2 separate regions of the Zea mays genome follow, and region 1 is linked to region 2. The links are chromatin contacts, called in public Hi-C maps. All regions are on one chromosome and are shown on one strand. Each heading gives the region's core, a stretch centred on a gene start, on an enhancer-like site or on the middle of the called end of the contact. The rest is flanking DNA. Distances are from core to core; before and after follow the strand shown.

Region 1 (5,819 bases), core at 2,055-4,554, 380 kb after region 2:
AATGAGCTAAATACTAGATTATTAAATGTTTATGTGATGGTAGATTGACATCAAAATAAGAGAATAAAGAGGACAAAAACATTGAGATCATTTATTGTTCGGCTCCTACACCTTTGATACAAACTGATTCATCAACACCAAACCAACTATCCCTAGAAGAACCTGTGATAGAATCAGAAACATTAGGTGTTGAGGAGGGACAAGCATCATTATAGACAGAAGGTAGCAATGCAAATGAATCGGTGGGTTTAAGAGATAGAAAGTATAGATGATCCTGGTCTTCTCATGCTAATTGAGCAAATTGATGCAAACATTAGGGATGTTGTCAGAAGAGCATATATTGCGAAGGGTCCATGTCAACCAAAAGGTCATAAGTATCCTAAAAGAATGATAGGAAATCACAATAGGTCTTTTCATGATGAATGTTATGTAAATAATCCATGGTTGGAATATAGCATTGCTAAGGATGTGGCCTTTTGTTTTTATTGCTATCTTTTTAAACAACCAAGAGATGAAAATTATGGTGTTGATGCCTTCATGGTTGTTTGATTTCGTTGATGGAAAGATGGACGTGAAACCATTGGAGCTCATGGTAATGGTATAGATCACAATAAGTCTAGAAGGTCCTATGAGGACTACAAAAATCAGAGGCAAAGTGTGTCTCATGTGATGAATCGAGGGGGTAAAAACACGGAAGAGGAATATAAAGGTCGTTTGCTTTTTATATTGGGACTTGTAAGATTCCTTTTATTGCAAGCACTTGCTTTTCATGGACATGATGAATCCTCTACCTCAAGCAATAAGGGAAACTTTTTAGAGTTGCTACAGTGGTACAAAGACAAGGATAAAAATGTAGCAAATTTGCTTCGTACTAATCAGATGACTTCATCTGATATCCAAAAAGACATTTGTAGAGCTTGTGCAGAGTAGAACACCAAAGCTATTATTTCAGATATTGGGAATAGAAACTTTTCCATTCTGGTTGATGAGGCTCGAGATGCTTCTATCAAGGAGCAAATGGCGGTTGTTTTGAGGTTAGTCTATGATTGAATGGTTGCTATTTTTTGCCAATGTCAAATTTTTAACCATGCATCTATTCTTTTCTTTAGGTATGTCAACGAACGAGACAAAGTGATTAAGAGATTTCTTGGGTTACAAGAGGTACCCGACACTACATCATCCACTCTAAAAATTTCTTTGGATGGTATGTTTTCTTTCTATGGGTTGTCAATGGATAGATTACGAGGACAAGGTTATAATGGGGCATCAAACATGAGGGGTGAATTTCATGGGTTGCAAAGAAGAATATTAGATGAGAATCCATATGCTTTTTACATACATTGCTTTGCACACCAATTGCAATTAGTGGTTGTTTTAGTTGCTAAGTGTTGCGCTTCTGTATTTGATTTCTTCCAAACGTGCAACTTGATTGTGAATAGTGTTAATGCTTCTTGTAAGAGAAGGGGTCAATTAGCTCAACAACACCATGAGAAACTTGTGAGCATGTTGGAAAGGGGGGAAAATTTTTTAGGTAGAGGGAAAAATCAAGAAACCAACCTAGCACAACCTGGGGATACTCGATGGGGTTCACATCATAAAACTATATGTCGTATTATTCTCATGTGGGATGCTACTCTAGAGGTACTAGAGATTGTTGCTGATGATGGCTCTAGTGGGGATAAGAAATATATGACTTATGTTTGTTGAAACAAATGGAGATCTTTGAATTTGTGCTTATTCTGCATCTCATGATGAGGTTATTAGGCAAGACTAATGATTTGTCACGATGTTTGCAAAGAAAAAATCAGAATATTGTCCTTGTCGTTGGATTGATTGGAGCCACATTGCGGAATATTAGTGAAGTACATGATAATGGATGGGAGGAATTGTTTGAGGAGGTAAAGACCTTTTATAACCAACATAACATTATTGTACCAAAGATGGATGATACAATTACTGTCCGAGGTCGCTCAAGGGGACATGGAGGTCAGTTAGTGACTTACTATCATCATTTCAAAAATGAGATCTTTATTGTTATGTATGATCAAGTTATTGTGGAATTAAACAATCGCTTCACTGAAAGATCTACTCGATTATTAAGATGCATTTCTTGTCTAGATCCAATAAATTCATTTGCCAACTATGACAAAGCTCAGCTGATAGAATTGGCTAAGATTTATTCAGCAGACTTCTCTCAATATGACCTCTTGATCCTTAGAGACCAACTCGATATATTTATTGTTGATGTGAGGGGTAATTCTGATTTTGCAAATTGTGAAGACCTTGGTAATCTGGCTATTAAGATGGTGCAAACTGAGAGACACCTAGTTTTTGCATTGGTTTATCGTCTCATTGAATTAGCCTTAATTTTGCTTGTTGCAACTGCCACGGTTGAAAGAGCCTTCTCAGCTATGGAAATCATCAAAACAGAATTGAGAAATTTGATGGGAAATGATTGGTTGAATCATAAAATGGTATGCTATATAGAAAGAGATATCTTCACAAGTATTCAAAGTGATGATATTTTATACCATTTTTAAGAATTGAAGAGTTGTATGAAAAAGCTACCTCCACAAAGTTCAAGTGGTATATTTTTGTGCTCACTTATACATTTTTGCATTCATTAGTTATATTGTCATGTTGTATCTCTCATTTTATACAAATATTTAACTTGCAATCTGTAGGTTCAAATTTACTTGCTAATGTTGATGAAGTTATTAGATGCGGGGAAGGACCAAATCGTCTCTAATTAGGTACCTTTATATTTTTTATCAAGTTTATTATATTTTTAGATGCTGAATTGAAGTAAATACTATCTTAGTCTATGTTTATGGTATATTTTGTTTTAGCGATATATTTAGCCACACAATATATTAGGGGTTGTTTAAATTAACCTTTAAATTTTATAGAGTGGTCCGGAGTGTTAATTTTATAGAGCTTCGCCACTGGCTTAACTAATGATCCATAAACCACCATGCTTTGATTGGGCACGTGACAACCCCTCACCAGTACACTACTGTGTCACTGGTATAGACTATAGAGAGATTCAGTGGAGTGGTGAGTGCAGACTGCAGCCCAGCCCCTCTTCGTCCCTGCCTTTTGTGTTCAGCTTGGGTGCAGACCTGCTACACACTCACTGCTAGGACATGAACGCTCACAAGTCACGAATGATCTCGCCAATAATCTCTACGAAAGTGAAACGCCAGCGTTCATTCGGACCAAAAAGGAGGAAGATGACTCACACGGCCCAACTCACACAGCAGCAGCTCGATCATATCAGCCTATGAAGACCATTTGTTTGGGTCAATGCAGCAGGCCACCGACAGCTTTCCATAGGCCCAGGTATCACCTCCAAGGTTGTTGTACAGGGCCAGCGAACTCACTGTTTTTTTCCTTAAATACACAAAAGGTTTAGGTCATTGTTATTAATTAAGGTAGAATATATAGTTTTATCTTACAAACGACGCATTTCTGTTCAGCATCCTAAAACATCTATACAATTGCAGCTATGGGCTACACCAATCCTATCCTAACGCACAGGTCTAATTTCTAACATTACAAAAATAATAAATGGATCACATATAAAAAAATGTTGGTCTACTATCTCCCTAGACTTCTATGAGCTTTGTAATGGTTTTCATGAGGGCACCTATTGGATCACATATAATCCTGGTACCAAAGAACTCCTCCCCCATCACAGTTAATGAATACCGCCCAATATCGCTTCTAAACTCTTGTGTCAAACTGATGACAAAGCTATTAGCCAACAGATTGCAGGGAGTGATTACCAAGCTCATTCATGACAACCAATATGGTTTTATTAAGGAACACACCAAACAAGACTGCCTGACCTAGTCCTTTGAATATGTACACCTATGCAAGCAATCAAAGAAAGAGCCGGTTATCCTAAAGCTTGACTTCGAAAAGACATTTGACAAATTGGAACACAATGTTATTATCGACATCTGGAAACATAAAGGGTTTGGGCCCAGATGGCTAATGTGGACGGAAATGATTATGAACTCAGGGACATCCTCAGTGCTGCTAAATGGAGTCCCCAAGAAAAGTTTCCATTGTAGAAGGGGGTCAGACAAGGCGACCCCCTTTCTCCGCTGTTGTTTGTCCTAGCTGCGGACCTCCTACATGCTATCGTCAATAAAGCCAAAAATCTTGGACTTCTCAAACTACCTCTGACCCATATGGGTGATCAGAATTTCCCCGTCATACAATATGCAGATGACACAATTCTAGTCATGGAAGTTTGTCCTAAGCAACTGTTCTTCCTCAAGGCAGTTCTCAACTTCTTTGCTGATTCAACAGGCCTTCATGTCAATTATCATAAGTCCAATATCTACCCCATCAATGTGTCTGACGACAAGATGAACATCCTTGCAAAGACTTTCAATTGCAGTATTGGGAATTTCCCTTTCACATATTTAGGGATACCGATCGGGACAACCAGACCAAAGTTGGATTCCTTTTTTTCCTTGATTCAGAAGATTGAGAAAGTTTATCTACAACATCCACACTTCTATCACAAGCAGGTAGACTACAGATGGTTAATGTGGTATTCTCGGCTCTCTCAACATACTTTCTCTGCATGCTAAAACTACCCCAATCAGTGATCAAGCACATTGACAAGTACATAAAACATTGCCTTTGGAGGGGATCAGACATCAACGCAAAAAGGCCACCGCAAGCAGCCTAGCAATTAGCGTGTAAACCTAGAACTCAATGTGGGCTGGGAGTCCTTAACCTCACTAGCACAATGAGGCCCTACTGATGAAATCTCTTCATAAAATTCTTCTAAATAGACATAAACTGCCCTGGGTACACATGGTTTGGAATAATCATTATAAAGATGGAAGGGTCCCCTCGAGTAGGAAAATTGGATCGTTTTGGTGGAGGGACATACTAAAGACGCTAGAGACATTCAAAAAAGTCGCCAGAGTTACTATTGTAGATGGGCGCTCAGTGCAACTATGGTCAGACCTATGGAATAACAAGGAAAACTCCTTAACTTATCTAGAACTTTTCTCATACTCCATGAACAAAGAGATCACCAAAGCGACTACAAAAACACAAGACTTTGTGCATGAACTTTTTCAGCTACCCCTGTCAGCAGAGGTCTTCTCGCAACTTCAAATGGTTGAGACTAAACTCAGCAGGATACCTCCGTCGGCATTATGTGGCAAATGGGCATACTGGGGGTCAGCACAATACTCATCACAAAAAGCGTACAAGATCATCCATGTATCACCTCCAGCCCCTCGCTCTTTCATCGGGCTTTGGCCCTCCAAGTGTCAACCCAAGCAAAAGTTGTTCTTCTGGTTGCTGCTTCACGACAGACTTAATACCTGCAACCTGCTCAGGAGAAGAAGGATGCAAATTGACCCATATGTATGTGAAAACTGCATTCGACAAAAGGAGAAAATTGTATCCCACATGTTCTTCAGATGTGGATTCACCAAACAATGCTGGCAGATGGTTGGGGTCTTGTCGCCCAGAACTTTAGACTTGCATACTGTTGTGGAAAGAATCAGAGCACAATTGGCAAAACCTTGGTCGATGGAGACCATAGTGACGATGACATGGTGCATCTATCTCGAAGAGCAGGAATGGATGGATATTTGAGAACAAGGCGCCAACAGTCTCCACCTGCAGTACGTAATATGTTCGTCAAAGATCTATTACTCGTATCTTATAGAATGAGAACTGTCAAACACTGGCTGCAAACGTTGTAATACGTCACCTTTGTAAAATTGTACATACCCCTTCACATTCTAAAATAAAAATACTATTGAGGAGCCCCCTACAGT
Region 2 (5,311 bases), core at 2,252-4,751:
TTTCCGCTGCAAAATTGTTGGTGTGTGATTTGTGTTTACTTAATCCCGCGGTTCTGGTTGTAAGTGGTTTATCCGAGGTTGTTGGGGCACTCAGACAGATCCTGTTAAGTTATCTGGTGCACATGCATAGCCGTCTAAGGTCTTTGAGACAAGGGCATGTGCATGTGGGCCCAATAACTTGGGAGGTTCTGCCATACCCTTGGTTGTGATTGCCTCTGTCTTCACTTTGACTGGGATTGTGTATTGTTCTAAGATGCCTTGGGTGGAGCCTTCCTCCGAAGCCCCTGGTCATCTCAGAATATCTATAAGCTTGCTCCCTTCTTTCTCGGAAATCGTTGTCGGCTCTGATGTACTCATCCATCTTCTGGAGAAGCTTCTCCAAGGTTTGTGGGGGCTTTCTGGCAAAATACTGTGTTGTTGGTCCTGGACAAAGCCCCTTGATCATGGCTTCAATGACAATCTTATTTGGCACCGTTGGTGCCTGAGCTCTGAGACACAGAAACCTTCGGACGTATGCCTGCAGATACTCCTCATGGTCTTGTGTGCACTGAAATAAGTCTTGAGCAGTCACCAACTTTGTCTAAAACCCCTGAAAGCTGATGACTAACATATCCTTGAACTTCTTCCATGATGTGATTGTTCTTAGCCTAAGAGAAAATATCAGGTTTGAGCAACACTTCTGACTGCCATGACGAAGGATTTTGTCATGACAACATTGTTGCCACCATATGATGATATGGTTGTTTCGTAGCTCATGAGAAACTGCTTCGGGTCCGAGTGCACATCATATATGGGAAGCTGGGGTGGTTTGTATGAAGGTGGCCATGGGGTAGCCTGCAATTCTGTAGCTAGGGGGAAGTATCATAAAAAACAATGCTATCATGATGAAAGTCATCATACCATATGCTATCATGGCTATGGCTTTCTTTACGAAGCTCTCTTTGTTGTGGCTTATGCCCTTGTTCATTGTCTTGTGTGATGTGTCGCATATCTTCGGCTGCTTCATCAATCTTTTTCTAGAGCTCAGCCAGCCAAAGCATCTTCTCCCTTCTTCTCTCCACTTGTTGATGAATAGCTTCTAGGTCCCTGATCTCTTGATCCAACTCTTCGTCATGTGGTGTTGGGCTAACAACTTTCCTATTCTGTCTTTGGGCCTCCCTTAGAAGGAGCCCATCTTGATTGGTGCCTAGAGGAGCAAGGGCAGCCCATGGCGCCGCTGTCTTCTTCGGTGGCATGACGAAGGTGGTCGTTCGAGTTCTCTTGACGAAGATTATCGTTTGAGTTCACCGGAGGTGGGCGCCAATTTTGGTCACTTTGTTTTCGATAGCTGTGAACCAAGAACAAGGCAACACATTTGTTAAACATTGAAGACCTTGGTCCCTCGAAGCATTATTCCCCTTCGGGTATAACGAATCTCGAATGAAGGTCATGAAGAACATGTTTTCATCATTCACAAATATCATGTCATTTATTCATTTTATTTTGTATTGAATGTACAAACAATATCAAGATACACATTGCATTGATACCTTCGGCTTGCTTGAAGGTATAGGCGTGAATGCAGTTACCATCCAACGTCAACAGTGTTGGGGTACTATTCATCTATTTATAGGCAATCGTACAACTTCGTATGATATTACATTCATTTCCTTGAAGATTGCATACAAGGTTTACAAATGTCATAGGGACAATTTTGTCATTTGCACCTAGCAGTTTCAATCAACACCTTCTTCCTACGTCACCTTCCCGCGACATCGTAACGAAGCTTGCTTCGTCGCACTTCCATTGATCAAAATCAAAGCTTTTCTTGTACTGAAGCTCCAGTAACACTTAATAATATATAAAAAACAAGTAGTCAGCCGTGTTTTTGAGGACCTTCGGAAGAAGAAGGCCCCCAACACCGACAGCCTCCACCAGGCGCTGCTTACCCCTCGAGCCAGACGCACAATGGAGCTCAGACGGTTTAGGTCGGCCCCAAACCTTATGCTCTGAAAGTAGCATGAGAACAGACTCTTCCCTCATAACAGGGTTACATTTGTCCATATCCTAGTCCAGTAAGGTTGGCCTCCACAAACACGGTTCTGGTACTATCCGAGGCCCAGCCTAGTCAGAGCCGCCCTTATGAACACAGACTCAGGTGTTACATGTATCCCATTGCGAAGGAAGAGTAAGTCCTCATCCATCAGTTTCTTTTCATATTTACGCATGTTGGTTCTTTTTACCCCCTTTTGGGGATCTAAACTTCTGTTGTACTCGAGAAAACCGAATAATAGTGCCTGTTATTCCCCAAACAAATGGGCAGACCAAGAGAACAAATCAGGTTCTAGAGGATATGTTGAGAGCTTGTGCTCTTAAGCATGGTGGCAGTTGGGACAAAAGTTTACCCTACGCAAAGTTCTCCTATAATAATAGTTATCAGACCAATTTGAAGATGTCCCCGTTCGAGGTATTATATGAGAGGAAGTGTAGAACTCCCACTGTATTAGGATTAGACTGGTGAAAGATGGTTCTTTGGACCGGAGATTATCCAAGAAGCAGAGGAACAAGTTCGAATGATAAGGGAGAACCTGAGAACTGCACAGTCAAGGCAGAAAAGTTATGCGGACACCCGAAGAAGACAACTAGAGTTTGAGGAAGGTGATCACATGTACCTGAAGGTGTCACCAATTCGGGGTATGAGAAGATTTAAAGTCAAAGGGAAGTTGTCCCCTCGCTTCATTGGACCCTTCAAATCCTAAAGCGAGTTGCAGAAGTAGCCTATCAACTGGAATTACCAAATCACCTGGCAGATGTGCATAATGTGTTTAATGTATCCTAGTTGAAGAAATGCCTAAGAGTCCCGGAAGAACAGTTGCCGATGGAAGAACTCAGTGTGCAGGGTGATCTGACCTATACAGAGTATCCTACCAAGATCATCAATACCCTGACCCGAGTTACCAGAAATAAAGTGGTCAAGATGTGTAAAGTGCAATGGAGCCATCACACAGAGGATGAAGCTAGCTCGGAGAGACAAGATGAATTGCAAGCCAAATTTCCTCACCTTTTCCTAGTTCGTCGTAATCTCAAGGTTGAGATTACTTTTAAGGGGGATAGAATTTGTAAACCCTAACATGGGATTCTCACTACCTGAGACATTCAAGAGATAATTTTAGTGCTATGTTGATTATGTGTTTTATCAATCGAACATGTTTCTGTTTGTTAAAATAAATACTAAAGGAAATATTCAAAATTATGCATCATTGTGGAGTTTTTTTTATGCATTTGAATGTAGTTTGAAACTCCAACTCAGATTTTAAAATAAGAGAAATTTTAAATTTAAACTGAAAACTGAAATGCAATAGAAATCCAAAATAGAAATGAAAAAAGAAAAAAGGTGAAGCAACGCATTGGGCCGTCTTCCCCCTTCGGCCGGCCCATGAGGCAATCGGCCTAGCTAGCATATGCATCGACAGGCAGGACCCGCATGTTAGCCGCCCTCCACGCGAGTGCCTCCCTTGTTGTGTCACTACGACGCGGGCCCGTGCACCAGGATGAGCCACCGCGCACTGCTGCGGTGCTTGGGCCTCTGTAGCGTGGGCTCGGCTGTTAGTAATCCTTGTAGATCTTCCCAAGACCGAAACAACAGAGTCGATTGCAACTGCCTCACCTTTTTTCCTGGCCATGGAACAACTGCCACCAGCTGGTAGTCATGATGCCCTAGGACCGGGTGTATATGATGCACGCGCCACGGTTGGAACCCCTTGTTCGTCAGAGATGGCAAAGTGGTGCCGTGGCCGAGCCACACCACCTCGCCGAGAGCTAGACGTGCCACTGCGCCCTTGCCTTGCGTACACGACTGCTCGGTAGCCAAATTGTGGTCGGGGAGGTCCACCGACAGTAGAGGATCTCGTTCGGGCAAATCCTCCGACATCAAGTCATCTAGATCCGGGGACTTTCTCGCTGGAGGTTGTTGGGCACAGCGGAGTCGCTTCTGCCCATGGTCGAAGCACGCCGCGCTACTGTCACATCCGGTTTTAGAAGGCAAATCGAATGCGAACCATGTATGTGTCAGGATCAGAAATTCACGTACACAGCAATTACATAATTCGACATCATCACACATTGCTCAAAATAATAGTGGAAATAAGTACTTTATTTCATCACGATATCCAAGATATCCATAGAGTCATTAAGTTAAGTCATAATCAAAGTGTGAATACGAAACATAGTAAGATAAGACCTTTACAGGCATCTGACTGAGGCTTTGCTACTAATCTAAATTAGAACTCGTCGAAGTCCTAAAACTCCTGGAAGTCCTCCATGTTGCCTTCATCTTCTCTTGAGCACGGGATGCAATGGGGAAAACCTAGGGTTTGGTGTTTTAAAGCAAGGGTGAGTACACATCAACGTACTCAGCAAATGTCCCGTTTAGCTAAAGTGGACTAGTTGTATGTGGGGTTAAGCTTAAAGCGGTTTCTTTTAGTTGGTCAGGTATTTATTGTTGGATCTTTTATGGGCTTGGCCCATTTATTGAATAAACTCTATGGTGAGTAATGGTGGAGAATACCAATAGTACCACATTGGAAGTCCAAGGGTCCTTTGCCTTGACTTATATGGTGGGATTTATTCCACTTAACTTGAGAAGTCAAGAAATGGACAAAGGCGTGCCACACACGCGCGCGCGCGCCGCCGCCGCCGCCGCCGGCCGGGCCGGGCGTGGCGTGGCGTGGCGTGGCGTGGCGTGGCAGGCAGGCAGGCGAGCGGGCGGGCGGGCGTGGTTGTGTTAATTTTTAGCACTCACTAACCGCGTATGTCAGCCGAGCCGAGTGACCCTTCTCCTTCAGCTGCCGACTTATGGCGTGACTCGGCGAGAGCTGGCCGACTCATGGCATAACTCGGCTAGAGCTGGCCGACTCTTGGCGTGACTCGGCGACCTTTCTCCTTCAGCTTCCCTCTGCGAGAGGTTAAATAGAGGAGCACCCCTGTCACTCGGTACACGCGAGAAACACTTTCAGTCTCACAATCCAGCCGCCGAGTGAGGGTATTTCCATCTCGTGACTCTGCGCGCACAGAGAAGCGAGAGGGCAGGTGCCTCCGAAGCCGGTGCCGTTCGAGACCTTGCACGGGGGATCGGCAATTAGGTTTTTGGGGAGCGTCTACGCGACTGCCCAACGTCTGTTGTTCTTGCTGTCTTCATCTCGATCGGATGACAAAAGAAGTTGGACAAGGATCAGGATCCTCGGAGCGCATGGGAGGGTATGATCAATTCAGTTCATTACAGTTTTATATTCTGCATATTATATATGTCGTATGTAGTTTTGTCCTATCGTAT

What was found. Hi-C and Micro-C count contacts between places; a contact is called where the count stands out from the background.
Region 1: a Hi-C map of ear shows a contact between it and region 2, with 5 times the contacts expected there. The contact joins two enhancer-like sites. A contact is called at or near these places in 2 of 25 Hi-C or Micro-C datasets (ear and tassel).

Annotation. Positions count from the first base shown.
Region 1 is chr8:35,380,292-35,386,110 of Zm-B73-REFERENCE-NAM-5.0, forward strand. No RefSeq gene overlaps it. Among protein-coding and RNA genes, the nearest start is that of LOC103635061, 32 kb to the right of the region's middle. Within about 2 kb of position 3,305, at least 12 of the 20 cell types and tissues checked have an H3K27ac peak or open chromatin away from gene starts, as enhancers often do. A contact at or near this core is called in ear, where this site is marked.
Region 2 is chr8:34,999,585-35,004,895 of Zm-B73-REFERENCE-NAM-5.0, forward strand. No RefSeq gene overlaps it. Among protein-coding and RNA genes, the nearest start is that of LOC100501158, 43 kb to the left of the region's middle. Within about 2 kb of position 3,502, at least 18 of the 20 cell types and tissues checked have an H3K27ac peak or open chromatin away from gene starts, as enhancers often do. A contact at or near this core is called in ear, where this site is marked.